Linked DNA regions of Mus musculus: regions 1, 2, 4, 5, 6 and 7 are each linked to region 3. A link is a contact called in public Hi-C, HiChIP or PLAC-seq, Micro-C and promoter capture Hi-C data. All regions are on one chromosome and are shown on one strand. Each heading gives the region's core, a stretch centred on a gene start, on an enhancer-like site or on the middle of the called end of the contact. The rest is flanking DNA. Distances are from core to core; before and after follow the strand shown. Region 1 has its middle 15 kb from the start of Gm31344. Region 2 holds the start of Smarcal1 (SWI/SNF related matrix associated, actin dependent regulator of chromatin, subfamily a-like 1). Region 3 holds the start of Igfbp5 (insulin-like growth factor binding protein 5). Region 4 has its middle 51 kb from the start of Gm31344. Region 5 overlaps Gm29185 (a long non-coding RNA gene). Region 6 holds the start of Marchf4 (membrane associated ring-CH-type finger 4). Region 7 overlaps Gm29185 (a long non-coding RNA gene).

Evidence for each region. Promoter capture Hi-C pulls out the DNA fragments that hold promoters and counts their contacts. A called contact is a pair of places that touch in the nucleus more often than the background predicts. HiChIP or PLAC-seq counts read pairs in DNA pulled down with a chosen protein or histone mark.
Region 1: a Hi-C map of the N1E-115 cell line shows a contact between it and region 3, with 5 times the contacts expected there. The contact joins the enhancer-like site here to the promoter of Igfbp5 in region 3. A contact is called at or near these places in 9 of 39 promoter capture datasets (3T3-L1-derived adipocytes, cranial neural crest, embryonic stem cells and 4 more), 1 of 484 Hi-C or Micro-C datasets (the N1E-115 cell line), 12 of 115 datasets of contacts at active chromatin or transcription factors (VIP interneurons, cardiomyocytes, craniofacial prominence and 9 more) and 3 of 9 other capture datasets (embryonic stem cells, liver and pancreatic islet).
Region 2: a Micro-C map of embryonic stem cells shows a contact between it and region 3, with 2.7 times the contacts expected there. The contact joins the promoter of Smarcal1 here to the promoter of Igfbp5 in region 3. A contact is called at or near these places in 4 of 39 promoter capture datasets (the C10 cell line, liver and pre-B cells), 4 of 484 Hi-C or Micro-C datasets (the G1E-ER4 cell line, embryonic stem cells, hematopoietic stem and progenitor cells and 1 more) and 1 of 115 datasets of contacts at active chromatin or transcription factors (large pre-B cells).
Region 4: a promoter capture Hi-C map of hippocampal neurons shows a contact between it and region 3, with 12 times the contacts expected there. The contact joins the enhancer-like site here to the promoter of Igfbp5 in region 3. A contact is called at or near these places in 14 of 39 promoter capture datasets (the 3T3-L1 cell line, cranial neural crest, embryonic stem cells and 6 more), 1 of 484 Hi-C or Micro-C datasets (cortical neurons), 11 of 115 datasets of contacts at active chromatin or transcription factors (craniofacial prominence, embryonic forebrain, embryonic limb bud and 6 more) and 1 of 9 other capture datasets (embryonic stem cells).
Region 5: a promoter capture Hi-C map of hippocampal neurons shows a contact between it and region 3, with 15 times the contacts expected there. The contact joins the enhancer-like site here to the promoter of Igfbp5 in region 3. A contact is called at or near these places in 10 of 39 promoter capture datasets (the 3T3-L1 cell line, the HPC-7 cell line, HPC-7-derived erythroid cells and 6 more), 1 of 15 datasets of contacts at CTCF or cohesin (pro-B cells), 8 of 484 Hi-C or Micro-C datasets (the G1E-ER4 cell line, the N1E-115 cell line, cortical neurons and 5 more), 17 of 115 datasets of contacts at active chromatin or transcription factors (SST interneurons, VIP interneurons, craniofacial prominence and 11 more) and 4 of 9 other capture datasets (adipose tissue, embryonic stem cells, liver and 1 more).
Region 6: a Hi-C map of the N1E-115 cell line shows a contact between it and region 3, with 6 times the contacts expected there. The contact joins the promoter of Marchf4 here to the promoter of Igfbp5 in region 3. A contact is called at or near these places in 1 of 39 promoter capture datasets (erythroid cells) and 1 of 484 Hi-C or Micro-C datasets (the N1E-115 cell line).
Region 7: a contact with region 3 is called in an H3K4me3 HiChIP or PLAC-seq map of craniofacial prominence, with 6 times the contacts expected there. The contact joins the enhancer-like site here to the promoter of Igfbp5 in region 3. A contact is called at or near these places in 17 of 39 promoter capture datasets (the 3T3-L1 cell line, the C10 cell line, the HPC-7 cell line and 7 more), 31 of 484 Hi-C or Micro-C datasets (the CH12 cell line, the HPC-7 cell line, the N1E-115 cell line and 16 more), 10 of 115 datasets of contacts at active chromatin or transcription factors (cardiomyocytes, craniofacial prominence, embryonic forebrain and 7 more) and 4 of 9 other capture datasets (adipose tissue, embryonic stem cells, liver and 1 more).

Annotation. Positions count from the first base shown.
Region 1 is chr1:73,347,386-73,350,085 of GRCm38.p6, forward strand. No RefSeq gene overlaps it. Among named protein-coding and RNA genes, the nearest start is that of Gm31344, 15 kb to the right of the region's middle. Within about 2 kb of position 1,351, at least 2 of the 459 cell types and tissues checked have an H3K27ac peak or open chromatin away from gene starts, as enhancers often do. A contact at or near this core is called in the N1E-115 cell line, where this site is marked.
Region 2 is chr1:72,581,847-72,584,546 of GRCm38.p6, forward strand. It overlaps Smarcal1 (SWI/SNF related matrix associated, actin dependent regulator of chromatin, subfamily a-like 1), which reads left to right and starts at 1,405. Exons shown (of 17, transcript NM_018817.2): 1 at 1,405-1,592.
Region 3 is chr1:72,873,419-72,876,118 of GRCm38.p6, forward strand. It overlaps Igfbp5 (insulin-like growth factor binding protein 5), which reads right to left and starts at 1,447. Exons shown (of 4, transcript NM_010518.2): 1 at 388-1,447. The coding sequence starts at 721.
Region 4 is chr1:73,311,779-73,314,478 of GRCm38.p6, forward strand. No RefSeq gene overlaps it. Among named protein-coding and RNA genes, the nearest start is that of Gm31344, 51 kb to the right of the region's middle. Within about 2 kb of position 1,348, at least 11 of the 459 cell types and tissues checked have an H3K27ac peak or open chromatin away from gene starts, as enhancers often do. A contact at or near this core is called in hippocampal neurons, where this site is marked.
Region 5 is chr1:73,225,993-73,228,692 of GRCm38.p6, forward strand. The region is part of intron 1 of Gm29185 (a long non-coding RNA gene); the gene reads left to right. Among named protein-coding and RNA genes, the nearest start is that of Gm31197, 87 kb to the left of the region's middle. Within about 2 kb of position 1,444, at least 1 of the 459 cell types and tissues checked has an H3K27ac peak or open chromatin away from gene starts, as enhancers often do. A contact at or near this core is called in hippocampal neurons, where this site is marked.
Region 6 is chr1:72,535,869-72,538,568 of GRCm38.p6, forward strand. It overlaps Marchf4 (membrane associated ring-CH-type finger 4), which reads right to left and starts at 1,291. Exons shown (of 4, transcript NM_001045533.2): 1 at 1-1,291. It also overlaps a transcript of Smarcal1 not described here.
Region 7 is chr1:73,250,759-73,253,458 of GRCm38.p6, forward strand. The region is part of intron 1 of Gm29185 (a long non-coding RNA gene); the gene reads left to right. Among named protein-coding and RNA genes, the nearest start is that of Gm31197, 110 kb to the left of the region's middle. Within about 2 kb of position 1,288, at least 30 of the 459 cell types and tissues checked have an H3K27ac peak or open chromatin away from gene starts, as enhancers often do. A contact at or near this core is called in the N1E-115 cell line, craniofacial prominence, embryonic limb bud and 3 more, where this site is marked.

The DNA.
Region 1 (2,700 bases), core at 101-2,600, 470 kb after region 3:
CCAGCCACATCTCTGTCTTCTGGTTTTAAGGCATCCAGATTCTTGGACAGATTACCTCCAGGGCATCCTTGGCTCTCCAGATTGCAGATGATTTAACATCTGAGTCACCCCAATTAATGTCCCCTTACCATTATTTATATCCTCAACACCCTCATCCCTCTGGTGAACCCTAACCAGCACACTTGATTTGCCTACTTGATTTGCACAAAAGTCACTTTTTGATATGTAAGTGCTTTTATACTTATATCCTATAGCTCCTATAGTTTGATTTTGAAGCATGTTGTGTTGATTTGGTGGACAGAAATCTTTAGCCATTATTCTTAATTGTGAATTCTGTCTTTTGCACAATTTTAAAAGTTATCTTCTCACTTGATCTTAGACAAAAGGCTGAGAAGCAATGCAGATGGCCCTGCTTGCCACACTGAACCTGCAGTTATGAATTCTTTGTCTGGCATCTCATTCTCTACACTTACTTTCTAAGCACTTCTATTTACTGTCTCTTCCCTGCATTTCTCTTCTCTGATCATTTTGTTTTGGAGTTGGTTTTTTTTTTCCCGGGTTGAAAAAAAATCTTAATGGTTGAATTATGGCCATTTACATTTATTGATATGATTGACATATTCTGTTCACTTTGCTTTATTTCTAGTTTATTTAAAAGTACAACACAGGCCTTAGGGAATGCATTGCATAAGGTTTTATTCTTCCAAGCAAGTCTCCTATTTTATCCTATGTCACAAACCAAGACACTTGAAAGTTCACCATTGTTACGTTGCACTATTAATCTTCTTTTTCAGATAAATTTCATCTTGTAACCACATGTCTCATTAGGGCTCATGGACTTCTTCACAAGGTTTCTTGAGCTCTTCTGTGTTTAAAGTTATTTCTCTATGGCTTCAATATTTAAAGGATTCTTTGGCTTACCTTTGAAATCTAATAGTTTTGATAGGATAATTTTTATTCTCCTGGTTACTTTCCTGTGCTGATGTAATAGCTTTATTATGCTATCATTCAGATTTGGTCTCCCTCTGGCACCTTGTAATTTAGTCTGTTTTCTATATGACTTTCCTCTTTGTCTTCTGCCTTTCCTCTCTTTTCATGTCTTGGGTGCTTTGTGTTTGTGTGTGTGTTACATTTCAGACTCAGTGTGGGGTGTTACAAAAGTGTGCGCTGTGCAGAGCTCTTCTGCTCAGGTTGGAGTATCAGCTTGCAGTTTTCTTCAGCCTCATCATTATTTGGTTCCAGACCAACTTTCATCAGCCGCCCATGCTCCGACACTCATTCTGCTTTCTCGTGATAAGAATTTGTACGTACAAAGCTGGTTTGTGTCTCTACAGTTCTGTGCTGGGGCAGGTGGCTTGGAAGATTTATCAGATACATTAGAGAACACTCTCATCTGTCAGTGTAATAAAATATGGTTTTTATCCTGAACGATTTTGTTGGGGGTGGGAGTGGGGCTCAGGGGTAGAGAGTGAAATTGTCTATAGGTTTCTATATTAGAATTTATTTTGAAATTTATTTATTTTTAAATTATAAATTACTTGTGCTATTTTGTATATAATTATAGTAATTTATCAAATGCCACACCATAATTTATTTCATTAATGACTCAGTTTTCTTTTGCCTGCAAGAATCTCAAGTTTTCCCCTTCCTTGTCAGTCTTCCCTCTGAAGCATTACCCTCCCAAGACTGCCTGGCTCCTTCCACCTTATCCACTTAAGTCTCCTCCCTGTCTGAAGTCAGTGCTTTGAACTAGCAGCACACCCTCCACACATTCCAGTTCACTAGTAAAGTAGATTCTTTTCTTGCTCCTTCTCCTTCTCCTCCTCCTCCTCCTCCTCCTCCTCCATGTCCCCCCCCCCCTCCTCCTCCTCCTTCTCTTCCCTCTTCTCCCCCTCCTCTTTCTCCTCCCCTTCTCCTTCTTCTTGCTTGAATTTTAGGGGGGAACACTAGCTTTTATTCTATTCATACCATTATCCCCCCAGAATTCCTCATCTTCTATAAAAACTTGCAAGTATGATTTAGAGATATCTAACTAAAACTTAGTGCTTATGTCTTCATATATAAGAATTCTATTGAATAGATTTTTACGTTAATTCTAAGTTTGCCATTTAGTTATGGTGTCATATAGATTCTTACATTAGTTATGGTTTTTCTTGAATATGTTTTTAGGTTCATCGGGAATTTGGGGTTAGTGAATCAGTCGCTAGCTGCTCACCTATTAAGCCTGTTTAAGGTGTACTTGTTCTTTTACCCGGGTGTTCATTTCCAGAGCTCATCATGGACATTGCTACAAGTAAAGGAGGATTTTCCTTTCATTAAGCCTGCTAGGAGACAGGTGTGATTTTAGTCTTTTGAATTTTGACATGCGCTGAAACTGTCAAATAACAAGTTAAATAACAAGTGAGAAAATGTTTTTCTCCCCAACCCCCAAGAAAGATGGTTGTCTGAAATAAAAGCAAAATATTATTATCCTCATAAAATAAAACTCAAGGACCAAAAATAAGCATACAGTTTATAAGTCTTTTGTAATTACGAACTTTATGGTGGAGATATGGCAGTTAAAGTCTGATTTGCATTGCAAAGGTGGCCTCGTGTCAAGAGTGCTTGGACTTTCACTACAGGGACAATCTTTGTCTGGGATTTATGATACTACATAGAATCTCAAACCTGTGATTGTAAGTAAGGGGTATTCCCTTGGAG
Region 2 (2,700 bases), core at 155-2,654, 290 kb before region 3:
GCTCCAGTGAGAAGCAGCAAAGGACTGGGCAGAATGCAGGGTTTATATAGGATTTCTAGAGGGTGGGTGGGATTTCCAGAGTGGCCTGGGACTCAAGGATTGGTGGGATTTTTTTTTCCTTGTAGGGTGGGGCTTGAACCCTCTCCAGCTACACTGGTACAACCACTAGTGACATCTGCAGGGCAGAGCCTGGCCACTTGTGTGCCTTGAGGGTTTATAACCTTTACAAAGTATACTTTTACAAGAGTTCAGGCACTGAAAGCCTTCCCCTGCCCCTTGAGTTGGCATGAATAGCCAACACTAGCAACATTCCTCTTCCTCCTGTTGTGGGCTGCTATTTTGATAGCTCCTGTGTTCATGATATCTTACTGCAGTCCACCTCATCGTCTCTTCTTATTAAAAAACACATCACATTTCCCTAAATGTCTGGTCATTTCCCCAATTAACTCTGTATTCAGAGATCTATCTCTTTGCAATGAGCTCTGTTTGAAAACAGAATCGTTTCAACCTTTCCGTGTACGCTGATGATAGAAGAATATTATATTCAACCATTGGAGGACAGAAAGAATGCTGTGCTCAGAAATGGAGTCAAGTAACCTTGATAGTATCTGATAGATGGGAGGGCTTTGGAATCAGAATAACAAAGTAGCTAAATACAGCCTGGAGAAAATTGTGGACCAGTCCTAGTTCCGTTTTCTCATTTATAAAATGAGGATAATGGAGCTGGGTGTGTGGTGCACAACTTTAATCGCACTCCAGAGAAGGATCTCTGTCAGTTTTAGGCCAATGATACATGTTAAGATCCTGCCTTTTGAGGAAAAAAAAAAAAAGATATAATAATAATCTTATGATGGTGCAAGTCTGTAGGAGGTGGAGGCAGGAAAGACATCCTCTGGTACAGGGTGAGTTCTTAGACAAGTCTGGGTTACATGAGTTACTGTCTATGTTTCATAGGTTGTAGTTCGGATTAACTTAAGTTCCTATTAATGATCAGCACGCTGACTGATGGAGGCTCTAAAAATTTCAATTCCTCTTTGGTCTAGGAAAGCAGATACTCAGCAGCGGCTGGGGCTTATAAGGACGGCACTATTAGAAACGGGTGTGCCAGGAAAATCTTTATTAAGTATCAAATCAATCTGGCTGTCTGACATGTCTGGAGACACCCCTGACACTGAACGCTCAGCCTTCCTTACGCCTGATTAAATGTTTGGAGAAACTGAGAGCTACAACTCCCAGGGTGCACCACACCTTGACCCGCCCACAACGTTACGCCTCTCAAATTCACCAACCTCCAATGGGCAGGCTTTCCGATTCAAACTACAAACCCCAGAAGGCCCTACACCAAGTGTACTATCACCCACAATTTATGACCGGGATCTGCGGCCGTACTGGCTGTTGGGAAATGTAGTTCGACGGTGGCCGAGCCATTCAAATGCCAATGGCCCGCTCCAAGATGGGTGAAATTGTAGCGCTTGAATTCTAGTTCCTCTAACAGTCCAACCAGAAGCGAAAACTGCCTAGGCAAGGCTCTGAAAGACGCTCCTGGTCTAGGGCTGTTCTGCTAAGGTGCCTCACCTTACTGGCCTCGCTAGGTAAGAAAGTGGGCTGCGAAGGAGGTAGCAGCATTGGAGACGGACGAGACCAAATACGGCAAGAGGAGGGAGCAGTGGGGACGGGAAGATCCAAGTGGAAATGCTAGAGGCAAAGTGGGGCGGGGCGTCCCCTTTTCTCAGGCACCCAGGATGTGCACAGGAAGGGAAGGGAAGCCCAGGTCTCAGCAAAGAGGAATGTCTATGTGGTGGTGTGCATTTGTGGTTTATGGTTTATTAGTTGGACCTCTCATTCCGTGGTCTCATCTCCCCAACTGGGTCAGTCAGCATACTAGGCCTTGGTAGGTATAACCCTAGTTGAATACAAGGCTGAGAGTTTTCATTGCTGCTGGCTGGCAGGCTTGAGTGTAACATCTGTGAGAGGAGATGTTTTGGGGTGCTTTGTCTAAAGGGAGTCTTAGCAAGGATTAAAATGTAAACCCTCTGAAGTCAAGAGTCTAGAGCTTTCTTTGACGGCTGGCGGTGCTACTGGAGTATTTCCTATGTTACAATCATTATAATATAAAAGTAACTTTTATCCTGTTGTAGTTGTCTGGGAGGCTCACTGCCTCCATCTGCTAACCTAGGCCTAGTCCTGGAAGCTTCTAGCCTCCTTATATTCTGATCTGGGCCTTGAATGTTTTCAGCCCCTTGAGACTTGCTGCTGAATAAACTCACCCTTTCGTGTTTTTTCTGAACTCTAGCTGGCTGGTTCAACTCAGCTGTTCTGGCTCAGACTTCTTTCCCCAGCTGACTGATTCAGTCTGGCTTTTCTCTCCGCCTCTGAATTGCTCTGTTTGGTCTCAAACTCTAGGAATCTGGTTCTAATCTTCTGGCTCCTTCTCATTCTCTTGCTCATTCTATCTTTACCTGTGTCTGACCTGTTCTTTCTTCAGCCTGTCTCTGTAAAGCTCTCCCGGTAAAACTGCCTCCGCCTCCCTCTCTGCTGCTCTACTCTTTCTCTCAACTCTACCGTATCCTGTGCTGTACTCTCTCCTCCTGCACTGTCTGTCTCTCCCTTAAGTGGCTTCCCGTTCCTCATGAGAGTTGGGCATATCCTATTCTGTCAAATCTTTCTGATTCTCGTCACTTTGTCTGCCACTCAATTAGA
Region 3 (2,700 bases), core at 197-2,696:
ACGGGGTTGGGGTGGAGAAGGGAGTTGATAATTTAACCTGTTCTTTTTCAGAGAGGATTCTCTTGGGATTTGGACTTTGAGACTCAAAAGGAGCTCAGAGTCAGAATTGCCACGAGTTAGGAGTGGGGGAGGGTCGGGTTGGGGTGGAGATGAAGTGTAAACTGGTAGAGACGGTTAGACAGCCGCCTAGGATAGCTTGCTCTGCCAGGGATTCAAGTGTGAGGTGCAAGGACCCACCCCATCTACTCTCAGGAGCTACTAGGGTCTAAGCCACTTGCTGCGCGCGCAAAGCGCGCGGGTTCCCAATCGGTCCCCGGTCCCCACCCATCCAAGGTGCCTCCCTCCCCAGCTCCTGTGCCGTGCAACTGAAACCCCAGTAGCGCTCACCTATCTTGGTTTGCTCGCCGTAGCTCTTTTCGTTGAGGCAAACCCCGCGGCCGTGCAGCAGGGCGTGCAGCGGCTTCTCCTCATCCTGCCGGGGGAGGCAGCGCAAACCCTGGGCGCAGCGCTCCGTGTAGACGCCACACGACTGTCCCTCCGCCAGGGCGCAAGTCATGCAGCAGCCACAGCCGGGCTCTTTGACCAGCTCACAGCCCAGAGGGCTGGGGGGACACATGGACAGAGCTTTCTCGTCGCAGGGTTCACAGTGCACGAAAGAACCCAGGCCTTGAGCCGGTACGGCATAGGCGGCCAGCAGCAGGAGGACCACGCTGATCACCATTTTCTCGGAGTCTGGCTTTACCTCGGGGCGGGGCAGGAGAGCGAGAGTGTGTGGAGAAAGAGGGAGCCTGGAGATTTTTTTCCTTTTAAATCTCTTGCAGGTAGAGCAGGTGCTCTCCCCCAAACACTTGCAAAATATGAGGCAAGGAGGATTCAGATGCCTGCACGCAAGTCCCAATTGCGAGGATTAAAGACTTGCAACAGGTTGGGGGTGAAAAAAAGAGGCGCGCCAGGTGCACGCAGAGCGAGCGGAGACCGTAGAAACCCCCAGGCGGGATCGGGTCAGAATTGGGGGTGGTGGTGGAGAGAACCACAGAATTGCTCACTCCAAAGCAACAGAAATAATTAGCTTGGAGGCCTTGAAAAGGGAGGAGGTGAAGAAAAAAATGGATTGGGCTTAATTTTCCCCCCTTTGCTTAAAATCTAAAACGCAACCCCACTCCGCTCGGTCTCAGCGGCCAGCTGCGCTGCTGCCGCAGAACAGGTAAGAGGCGTCGGCGGCTGACAACAAGATCGGGAAAATGTTGAAATCGAGGGGGGAAAAAGGGCAAAAACCCAGACCTCACCAAACCTGGACCCCAACACCTGCTCTGTCACCACCTCTTCGAAACCCGCAGGTTCTGCGTGAAGTCCGGAGAAGGGTGCAGACCGAGGGGGGGGGTAACAAAAAGGAACAAAAAGGGGGAAAAAAGCCCAAACAGCTTTGCAGCTCTTTCCTAGCTCTTTTAGAAGTTTCCAAAGAGACTGCGGGCTCTGGTCGAGCAGGCGCTTTTAAATAGACGGCCCCTGGCTGCCAGCCAGTTGTAGCTGCAATTTGAGCTCCCCAACACCCAACCCATGCAAGGATGCCAAGGAGCTTTGCAGCGCAAACTCACACGGGGTGGGGGTGGGGAAGAGAGGCCTTCTAGACACGGGGGCTCCCCTTCGCTCCCTACACAGAGCCCTCCTCCTCACGGAATGTACGGAAAGGGCTTTGGGGGGGGGGCGAAGACAGGCGAGCTACAGAGGAGAGTAGGGAGAAGGTGGAGGGAGGAGTGGATGGCAGTACTCTTCAGAAGCTGGGTGAATACAATGGAGCGAGTCTGTTTTCCGACAACTAGCCCGGACACTGGCTGTTAGGAGTCACATTTTCTTATTAGCCGTGTATACCCTGCCCAAGAAGTCCTTTCCAACTTTAGAAAAAAAAGTGTCTAAGAGACCACTGAAGGTTTGTCTGTCTGTGTGTTTGTGTTTGGAGGACAAGTAGTGTACAGTAGCTGGTGAGGGGCATTGAGATAAATTTAAAGAGAAAAGGAGTGCGGGCGCGTGTGTAGACCCCTCCCCCATTAAAAGGGGCAGAGGGATTATGGCAAGGGCTTGTCATTATTGTTCTGGTGGGGTACTGATTTTAGTTAAAGCCAGTGGTCATTTTCCTTCACCTATATAGATGACCAGGGAATCTCTCTCTCTCTCTCTCTCTCTCTCTCTCTCTCTCTCTCTCTCTCTCTCTCTCTGAGTGTGAGCGTGCTATGTGCACTTTCAAGAAGGGATAACGCCCTCCACCCCACCCCCCTCCCCAGCTTTGTTGGGAGTAGTGACTGAGACCCTGGAGGAAATGCTGTGGGTTGTCAGTTTTATCTGGTGTCCTCATGGACACCTTAAATGTCCTTTTAAATGGAAGGAAGGTAGGATAAAGTGATAACCTTCTTGGGTTGACAATGAGGCATTTCTGTGGGGTAGGCAGATCCTGGAGTGAGCAGGTACCTCGCTGCAGGAGACCTTGTTTAAGGGTTAATATGTACCAAGGTAGCATCCTGGAGCCTGCACGTGAGAAATCCTCACCATGCCACAGGAAGCCCCAGATCGCTAGTCAGCACTAGGGACCATTCTTCCCTTAGGAAAATGAAAGAAAACCTAATTTTTGAAAGAAGGAATATGATGGCTTTAGCTTTTTTTGTTTGTTTTAAAAATTAATTTGACATGATAGGTGGTCTGTAGACT
Region 4 (2,700 bases), core at 98-2,597, 440 kb after region 3:
CTCCATAGTTAGAATCAAAGATTCCTTTCTGAAGAGATGGTAATTTTAAGGTAAAATGTGGTCTGAGTTCCTGAATTCCCACTTGCTTTTCACTCTTGAGTCTGCGTGTGTCTGTGAACCCTGAAGAAGATGTAATGCCGCTGACTGGGGAATGTGGCAACTTGGCTTCCAGTAAATTGAGGATCATGAGGAAAGAGAGTAGCAAACATACGTCCAATAGAATAACCTAGCCGTGTGGAAAAGTTATTCAGAATTATCTCAGGTACATGTTCTAGGCATCAGGAAAGGGCTGTTCTGTGCTTTGATGTATTTTGACAAATATAAGAACCCTAGTTAGAGCAGACTTTTATATACATAATGAATAGCTTTTTAGAATTAAAAACAAAGCTTAGGCAATATTTTGGACCTTCTAATACTTCAAAATTTATTCTTTGTATCATCTGAAATTTAAACATAGTTGGTTAATATGCCAACAGTTTACAGGTGAGAATATCTCACCTCTACAATATCACCAGACATCCCCTGAGAGATGAAGCCACCTACCACAGAGAATCAACTATCTAAACAAATAAAAATTTACATAAAACTGGAAGGATTCAGAAAAACCATGTGGAACTGTTTGAAAAAAAAATCTTGCACTGGTGGCTGTTGCTACTTACCTGCAAAGATATCAAGGCCAATGGATGGCTTTGGACTGCAGGGACAACAGTGGGGGTCTTGGGGTGTGGGGGTGGCTGGGCTGTGTGCATCACTGTTGGAAGGAGGCAGGGTTTGACAAAGACCATCTTCTCAGAATAGTCCTGCCCAGCCCTGTCCTTTCAGGCCTCAGAGCCTCTGGCAAAGCAACAGGACCAGGCATGATCTCCCATCCCCCACTCACCCTCTAATTTACTTTAATTATCCTCTCCCCCCAACCCCCTTAGTCTTCAGGCTTTTCTTGGGCGCAAGCGACTCTCTCAGACAGTCAGGAGACAATTGTCTGGCAAAGGAAGGCTGTGCGGTCCCTCTGCAGAGGAATTCTCACTTTGAGCATGTTCCTACTGGTAGCAAAAGCCAAACAAACCAGGCTGTGTATGTGTGCATACATGTGAATGTGAGTGTCTTTCTCTCTTTCCTTCTCTCCTTCCATTTCTTCCCAACATCCTCAGCCTCACCACCTCTAGGATCCCATAGCACAGTCAGAGACCATGCCTCCGTCAGTCCTTCTATAATGATTATCAGGGACCCCTTCTCCCCCAAAGGGGAGCTTCCCTCCCTAGAAGGCCAGCTTCCTCTATACAACATCAAATTTGACTCTAGAGTTTCCTCTAAATATAAACCTGGTGTGCACACAGCAGAAATAGCAATCAGATGTGAGTATTGCATGTCTACAAAAACAAAGCCGTGGGCGTTCTCTGGACCTGTATCCATGACAGATCTATATGGAAAGATAATGGGGGATTTTACAGATGGGAGAAAAAGAGAAATGAGCCTTTGAGGTCTCTGACCCAAAATAATATACCAAACAAAGTCCAGCCACAAATCCCTTCACAAAGGAGGGTTTTCTTTCATCCAGCACTGCTGCTGTGTCAAGAGGAGACTCACCCAGAACAGCGAGACCTCACAGAATAGGAGCAGGGTTTAGGTTCTATCATTCAGCAAAAGAAGAGGATTTAGCCATGTGCTATTGGTCATTAACACAGTCTTTAGTGGGAGTAGATGACTGAGCTCCCGTGGCACCTATTAACTGTCCAGAAACAAAGCTGATGCTGTGTACACTTTAAGAATTAACAACGAATAGATAAATGCAGCTAAACATAACTTGTTACCCTAGAATACAAAGACCCAGGTAAAACCATACAGGGGATGGTGAGGAGACCCAGAGAATAGTCAAACTAAACTAAGGAATTGTCCCAGGTCACCCACTGACTTGTTTGTTGGACTGGAGACCTGCCCTCCCACACCTCTTCAGCACGGAGATGGGGCAAGCTCAATTTTTGAGCTGTGTTTTCCAGGCCGCCCACAATGAAGACCATGGGCTTATAATCAGGAAACAGAAGGCACCCACAGAGGCACTGCTGTTGCATAGTCAACCCACGGCAGCCTCAGGCACTTCTCCTATGCCATCTTGCAGAGAAAGGCATCCCATAGGTTTTTTTGTGTGGTGTGTGTGTGTTTCATTGTTTTAAATACCATATATCCTGGGGTTCCCCTTTGAACGTTTTCTTTTTCTAATTGAGCCAAAATGCATAGACAGTAAAGCATTTAGGTCTTAATTACCCAGGGCAGGGTTTGCACAGACGTATATATCAAGGTAACCACCATCCCACAAAGCTGCAGGATGCACTCATCTTCTGGAGAAGGGTCCTTCAGGCCAGTCATGTATTGCATCTGCTTCTGCCCAGACTATTGAGCATCTATTCTGGTGTCTTTTTCTCAATGATGCCACACTGGGGGCTTCATCAGAAATTACCAGCATGACTACTGATCAGGCATCCTCCCCCACATTCCCACAGGACAGCCAGGTATAACAATAACCCTGTTCATATTCTATCTGGATCCACAGAGGTAAAGCTTCAGAGATTTACTTTAGTCTGAATGGCTATCTCTTTTTCACTATGATTCTCCCTCCCTTCTTCCTGCCCCTCCTCTCTCCCTTGTCCCTTTGCCCTCCCTTCCTCCCTCCCTCCCTCCCTCTCCTCCCCTTCTTTTACCTCCCTC
Region 5 (2,700 bases), core at 194-2,693, 350 kb after region 3:
TCCTTTTTATTGTCCTGGAAAAAGAACATAGATTCTCCAGGATTGCTCACGAGTGAGGATTGGCCATGGGATCTACAGCACCCTGCTATCCTATGTAGTCATCTGTTGGTATGTGTGTGTGTGTTCGTAGGCCCTGGTGATGACAGTGTCCACTGATAGAGGTAGCATGGAAGGACAGGTATCTGCATTGATATCATAGAATCCACATTTACTTCATGCCATTGTTGCAAGCAACACAATAGTTCTAGAACAGGGATGAACTTTTGTTGTGTGGTGATGAATAAAGACTAGCTCTTGCCCTGAAGACAACATCTCCACAATAGGCCTGGGGTTTAGATTTCTTTACACTGGGTTATAATTTACTTTCTTATTGTAATTTTATTTTTTTCCAGAGAATTTTATACATGTATACAATCAAATAGAATCATAAGCCCCCCTCAGTTTCAACCTCCAGTTTCACCCCTGTATTCTCCCCATCATGTCCCTCCATTCCCAATTTCATATCATTTTATTGTTGTTGTTTTGATAATCCATCAAGCCCAGTTAATGTTGCTAAAGGTGTCTGGGTGTAGGACCATCTACTAGACCATGGGAAATTCAATGCTTTTTTGCAGTCCTAGAGTCATGGAATGTTCACTCAAATCAATTTTAGGATATTTTCTGTTCCCTGAAAGGGAATCTTGTGTCAATCAGTGGTCATCTTCCAAACCTCCCTGACCTGCAACGTAGTTATCATTAACCTATGGACTTATGGCTTATCTCTTAGGAACCTTTTGTATAGTTGCAGCCAGACAATCTGTGGTCTCCTGTGGATGGTTTTCTCAGCATTTCTTCAAGCTTCCTGTTCCATTCCTGTTGCACTATGTATTGGAATGCCATCCTTTTATATGGCAAGTCACGTGACATGCTCAGCTCTATCATTCATTTGTTAACCAACACCTTAAAATATTGGATTGTGGTTGCCACAAATTCAGTAAGTAGGTCCTTGTTTTTCTTTGGGTTTGGAGAACAATTCTGTCAACTTCCTCTGTCTTAAGGAACCGATGCCCAGGGTTAATTTGAAAGTGGAAAAGGGGCAAGATATTATATTTTAATTTTAACTATCTATAAGTGTTTGTGTGTGTGTGTGTGTGTGTGTGTGTGTGTGTGTGTGTACACTGATGAGACTGGATTCTACTCATTATTCCTCTGCTTTGTGTACCAGAGTTACCTGCAAATAGGTTCCTGCTCACCCTCAGGGATTTTTATTGCGTAGGTCTAGGGTAGGGACCAAGGCCTTGAATTTCTGTCAAAAGCTGCTGAAGATGCCTGTGTATGGAGCACGCTTTGCACCATATTCAGTTTCATAATCTGAAAAATAACACGGCTGGGTGATGTCTGCTCTCTGCCAGATGCCTCTTGTACCCTCGTAATGAACAGTAGACGCTTCCACCTTCTGTCATAACAAGCAGAAGCGCTGTTTATGGGATGCTGCTCCATGCCAGGCCCTGTGCAAATTGCTTTACCGGCACAGAGTGGTTGTGTAACAGGCTGACGGGAACAGTTGTCGGGGTCATAACTGGGGCTCCACAGATTATTGCCTCCTACACTATAAGAGGTGATTTCAGTTCCCAATACATAATGCTTGGTAACAACAGTTATGTTCAGCTTTGGGGATTTTAACTGGGGTCTTCCTTCTATGTGCTGCGTATCGAGGTTTATGCTCTAGAGGGGATGATACAAAAAATAGAGCGGAACCATCTCTCTGAATTATACATTTCTCTACTGCTCTCTTTTATGGGCATTTTATCTGCTGTTTGCAATTTCCTTACACATTCCTTGAGGTCTGGGGTAGGATCACTTACTTTGTCATCTTTGTGCTGTCTACTGTCATACCCAGCATATGCCACCCAATTTTAAAAATCAAATTTTCTTTTTCAGAGAAGATTTAGATTCTGAACAAAATTGGATGAAAAGTACTCACAGGTACCTCCTGCCCCACAGAAGGGCAGACTCTTCCACCTTCAACCTTCTTTGCCAGAGTGGCACATTTGTGGCTACCACCTCCTTATCCTGTTAAGTCCATGATTTTAGTAGACCTCACTTTCAGTGCATATTCCATGGTCTCTCGGTTGCATCCTGTATTATTTCTGTGATGCCCCTTTTCAGAATTTCCTATAATTGGGATAATAAACAGTGGATTCATTTCACACAAGCTTCTTTCGGTATTCATACACACTTACATTTCTTCCATGTCTTTTCAAATGTCTTATGAGCTTTTCTGTGTATATGTGTGTGTGTTCATGCATGCTGAGTAATACTTTGTTGTCTGAGTTTACCACATTGTGTTCATTTCCTGCAGGCTAAGATGGCTGCTTTCAAGTTTTGCCAATAATCAACAGAGTTTTATTGTATGTTTTGGGAAGACTTGAGTTTTTAATTCACTGCATAAGCACCAAGAAGCACAATTAATGGAACAGATAATTAGGGTTTATTAGTTTATTCAAGAAACTGTCAAACTGTTGTCTAAAGTATCTGTTCTGTTTTGTACTCCCAGTATTGGTGAGTAGTCTTTCTGCTCTTTGCCCTAGACTGTCCTTGCCATTGTCAGTGTTTGGGGTTTGGCCATTCTGATAGATGTGTAGGAGCATTCACTATTGTTTTATTAAATTACCCAATGACATATGATAGTGAGCATCTTTCCCCATGTTTATTTCCATC
Region 6 (2,700 bases), core at 41-2,540, 340 kb before region 3:
GAAGAGGTGGGATATAGGGCGGTGGACCGGGAAAGGATGGAGGAAAAAGAGATCCTTAACCCTCGGAGGGCTGCTGCCTTCCAGAGCTTAAGGTCCTGAATAGAGGAAGGGTGTGTGTTTGGGGTTGAGAAGGTGACAGAAGGATCTGAGAAAGGAGGTAGCGAAGAGGGGCTTGTGGGAGGGGAGAGTAAAGGGGAATAGTTACATGATCTCAGCCCCCAGCCCACTCCAGCTGCAGTCTGTAAGTCGGAGGCCCCTCCCCTTGGTTCCATCAAAGGTCCCTTCGGGCGAGGTTCGAGAGCTGGAAAATGGGCAGGTCCGGGCTGGAGAGTGGCTTCGCTTTCTCCTCCTCGTCCTCTTCTGGGTCGCTGTCGCCCTCCTCCTCCTGCTCTGGGTCTGCACGCGCCCGGCGCTGCTGCTGTGGCGGCAGAAGCGACTGCTGGTCTGCGTCCTGGTGTCTCCCAGGCGGGGGCTGCTCCAGCTGGTCCTCTGGCTGCTGCCCGCGGTCCAGCGCGGTCGCGACTCCAGGCTTCATGATCCTCCTCCTCTTCCTTCCCGAGGGGCTGGCCCTGAGCCCCCGCACCCGGGCAGTGCTGCCATGCAACCACAGACGAGGCAGGCGTGGGGGTAGGGGCGGTGGGGAAGTGATGGGGAGAATAAAAAATAAAATAATACTAATGGAACAATTCAGTTCTCGGATAATCAGGAAAGAGTGCTTCTGGTGGGTGGGGGTGGAGGAGGGCGGCTGTCAGGTCCTGTCGACAGCTCTGCCCCCGCTCCCCCCACCTTGGGCGGCCTCGGCCCGCTCTTTGCTCCCACCCCCACGCCGCCCCTCCTTCCTCCGGCTGCCTCTGGCTGGCTAGGCTCGCTTGCTGTTGCTACCTCTCCCAGATGCACCGAGGTAAGGCTTGTTTGCGGTGTAAGCTGAAGGTGGGGAGGAGGAATAGAGACGGTGTGGTCGAGATGGTCAGACAGACGGCACTTGGCTCCAGCTTGGTCCTGGAGACTCCCCAGAACCGTATATAAATATATCTCTTAGAAAAGCCGAAAAGGAAACAAATCAGATTCTAGCCTGCTGCCAGGTGTTGTCTTCCGCGGTTGCTCAGCACCCGCCGCCGCGACTGCTGCCCCCCTGGCTCAGTTCCCAAAGGGGTGGTGCTGGAAGGGAGGTGCCGGGCGGTAGGCTGGCGGTCCGAGGACTGGAAACAACCTTCTTAGAGCGGAGAAGGCACCCAGCTACTCCCACCCGAGCGGCCGTGAAGCCGCTGCTGCGTTCAGCACCTGGGTGAGTGGACAGCTCCCACCCAGACCCCGCGCGTCATGCCAGTGGGGGCCTGACGCAGACGCCGCTGAGGGATGGAGGAGGGAAAGAGCGAGAGACTAGGAGAGAGGGAGCCACAGGAGGAGAGAGAACTGTTTGAAGGAAGAGGAAGAAGATAGGGAGGAACCAGGGGAAAGGGAGGTACGAAGAGAAGGAGGGATTTAGGAGAGGAGGGAGGAGGCAGTGAAGAGTAAAGGAGGCAGAATGGGAACTTGGGTGGTGGAGTGATGCGTGTATTCACTCCAATGTCTTTTCCCAGATAGAAAGAATTCGGGTGGACAGCACCATTCGTAAGCTCCCTGTCCACCGTTCGTCCCTCTCACCGCTTCCCTCAGCACGTATACACCCAATACAGTTTCCTTTTAACCAAAATCTATGATGCTCTTCTTTACACGCACTTAAAGTAGATGTCACTTGGTAGCTTTAGAAAGGATAAAGTTTTGTGACTTCCATATTGAAGCTGGCCCCTGGTGGAGATTAAATCTCTCATGACTTTAGAACTCACGAGAAAAGTGCTTCTTAAACCTTGAAGCATTTTTGCCTTCTAGAATTTAAACTGCAACAAGAAAGGAAATGTCCTCTTTCATCTTCTCTCCTCTCTCCTCCCCCTCCCCCTCCCCTCCCCCTCGACCTCCCCCTCCTCCTCTTCCTTCTCTTCCTCTTCCTTCTCCTCTCTCCCTTCTCTCCCTGACCCTGCATTATGTGTTGGATTCATTTTTATTCTCATATGCCTAAGTCAACCTAATATTCCTAGGCTTGAGGTAAAATACATATTTGTTATATAGCCACCATTACCAGTGTCATCTTTACTTCAAGCTGTTACGTTCTTTCGGCTGTGACTCATAAGAATCCAGGGCAATAATATACCCTCATGCTAACTAAAATCCCTAGCCTTCCCCCATCCGAATTTTCCACAGAGCCACCAGCGAGGAGAGATTGGAAGTTGACTTTAATTTCCTCTGCCCTTTCTTCTTATTTGTACCACTCTACCCATCCTTGTCAAGGCATTTCCAATGAACAGAAGAGTATTCCTAAATGCAGAGACCCAGAGAGAAGGAAGCCCAAAACAAGCTGTATCAATACTTGCTGTTTACAACTGCAGACTTGGGCCATTTGTAATTTAGAATCCCACTCCGCCCCACCCCTGCCACTACTGTTAGGGTCACAGACTTAGAAAACACACTGCAATGAGTCATCTACAGAGCTGGGCTAATTATGCTAATGCACTTAGAAATTCTGATGCTGTAGACAGAGTAGAATGTAAAATCACCACACCAAAATATCACTGGCATGAAAGCTCGCTCAGTGAGTCATAAGGAAGCTGCCCTTTTGTTGGTGTCTCCATGGATATTCATCGCCCTGAGCCCGAGGGAGCGGAT
Region 7 (2,700 bases), core at 38-2,537, 380 kb after region 3:
ACACTTGGTTTCATAACGCTCTTTTTTTTCTCCACAATTTTCTACATGGATTATCTCATTCATTCTCCTCCTGTGGGCTCTCCAAATGTAATTCGCTCTGGTAGAGAAAAAACAGGAACCCCAATAAAGGCTAACCCACCTCTGAATAACCAGGCTAAGCTAAGGGACCCACATGTGGGAATCCCAAGCACACATTCCCTGGTCCGAAGAGCTCCCAGCCTCTAACCTGTCCACAAGGCTTCCTAGCATGGAGGGTACGTTATCATCAAGAGGGACTTCCCTCCTGCTCCTGGAAAGAAAGCAGGAAATTTGTCTCTTTTCACTGACTTGGGCTCAGACTCAGAATGACAGGTCCTTTTAGGGCAAGTCAGGACAGACCAATTAAAAAAAGAGACATGACCTTATGTAGGGGACTCCCTGTGGGGTTTGAGGTGGTACTGTGAGGGGGTCATGACTTCTCCTGCATCTGAATTCTGATTCAGAATTTATAGTCTTTCTCTAAGTCAAGTGTTCAGAGATTCTTCATGAGTGAAATACCTTCATCTTGTTTAGGCTCCATTTCATTTTATTTATTGAATTTTATTTTTTTGAAGCAGGCTGGCATTGAGAATCAAAGGTGCTGAATACCATTAATGACAGAATGTATGAAGCATTATTTTATTTTATTTTTAGAATAACAAAACAAAACTAGTTATCTCATACACCAATAAGATCTTCAGAAAAAAGTTCAAGACCGAGTTGAGCCATGGCAGCCATGGCAGCCATGGAGAAGCATGGCCGGGCCTTTTCCTCATGAGAGTTTTATTTGGATGAATACATTACTAAAGATAAAATCAGTCTAAAGGCCCAGATTGACCATAGTGCCAATATTTTTTCCCATTTAAGGGAGACGTGAGCATTTGCAGTTACCACCTGGATGTGTCCAGAAGTAGTGAGAAAAAGGCCTCCTTGGAACACAACCTGCATCGTCCCCTTTAAAAAAAATTCTGCTTGTCTGCACGGAGCCCCTCCCTTCTGAAAGTCTCTATATACAAAATCCTGTCTTGAAAGGCCTAAAGAAGATACTAAGGGCTCACAAGTCGAGGACTTGTTGAAGGGCTATTTCCCGAGTTTCTTTTCTGTCCTCCCCACGCCCCTCTTCTCTCCTCCAAGGAGTGCCAGAAGGGGCAAGGTTATTACATTAAAAAATAATTTCTGACGTTCGTTCGGCTCTTGCTTTCGGACTGCCTTGGTTACCGGACTGTGTTTGCTCAGGGAAAATGGGTCACAGATTGCTGAAGGGGCTCCTCACCGTGCGGTGGTTAAGAGCTGTTTGTTTTTCAAATACCTTAATTGTATGGTCTACCAGAAAAGAACAGCACTGAAAATTATACCTCTGCACTAACTGCAACCAGATGGGCAAAAACAACAAGGCGTTTGAAAAAGATAAATGCCCCACAGTCCCCCTGTGGCTGGTTTTATCGCCAGTTAATTTCATAATGGCTTCTTCTGGAGCAAGGCGGTGGGGTAGGGGAGTGGATATTCCCCTGGGGTAGGAGCAGGGCCTCAAAGAAACTCGGGCAGCTTCTAGAGGGAGGGTCCTCCTTGCAGCCCAGCCGATGTGGTGAGAACTGGAATAAACGTGTTGGTTTGGGACTGAGGTGATGGGCGGAGCTGTTGGGAAAATGGAATTAGAAGCCCAAAGGCAGCACATCCATCTCTTTTTCACTTTTCCTGGTGCTTTTCATTTTATATTGCCTTTTGCTAAGAACAGTGCAGAGAGGGAGGGCAGTGTTGATGACGAGAGAAGAGGCAGTGGGAAACACACTATTAAATGATCTGATCGGTCATTGTCATCTCAAAGACACAGACACCAAAGCTGCTACTGAAAGAATGGTCCACGCTGGGCGAGGGTAGCGTGATGCTTCCGTGAACTCAGGGTGAGGCTGACTTCTAGATCTTTGGTGCTTCTCCCAGGACCACAGTGTCCAGGCTCCAGATCAGCTCTGTGGGTATGCTGTAAAACCCAAGCGACCAGCGTGCCAGACGGTCTTCAAACCCACACATTAGTTCTTATTATATGCCACACTTACAGTATAGAGTAAACATAGCGGATTCAGGGACTGTGAAGAAGTGGTGTGGAGAGAAAGTCCTGAAAGAGACGAGGCAAATGAACTCGTTGACCCTCTCTTAGGGAGCAGCTATGGGACCAGGGACTGGTTACAGATCTCAATTTGGAAAGAGTTCTCCTTCTCCTGCTCCATCATCCACTCTGACCCCATTGACACCAGCAAGAGGTCCTTGAAACAGAGGACAAGAAAGTGAAGTAAGGATTCTCCTGGGGTTAAGGAAGATCAGGGAAGTAAAAACAAAATGGTCTGTCAGTTACTAATGCTGCTTCTTTCCTTCTAGAATGATCTCTGTTAAAGCCCCTGGGTCTCTATGCTTCACCTGTTTCAATAGCAACACGTCCCCAGCCACCCCGAATGGACTTGGCCTCCAAAGGTTGTTACTATTCTCTGAAGTCTCCTTTGGCTCTTCAGCTCTCCCTCACCAGAAACATTATCAGACTGTAGACGTTCAAAATCTTCTCTGTTGTATGTCAATTAAGCCTCAATAGAGCTGGTTTTCAAACAAGTTTTAACTTTTTATTACCATCTTATGCTTAGCCATAGGCTACTGAGAGGTGGGGGAGATGTCTGTGTGTATATGCTTTGGGTG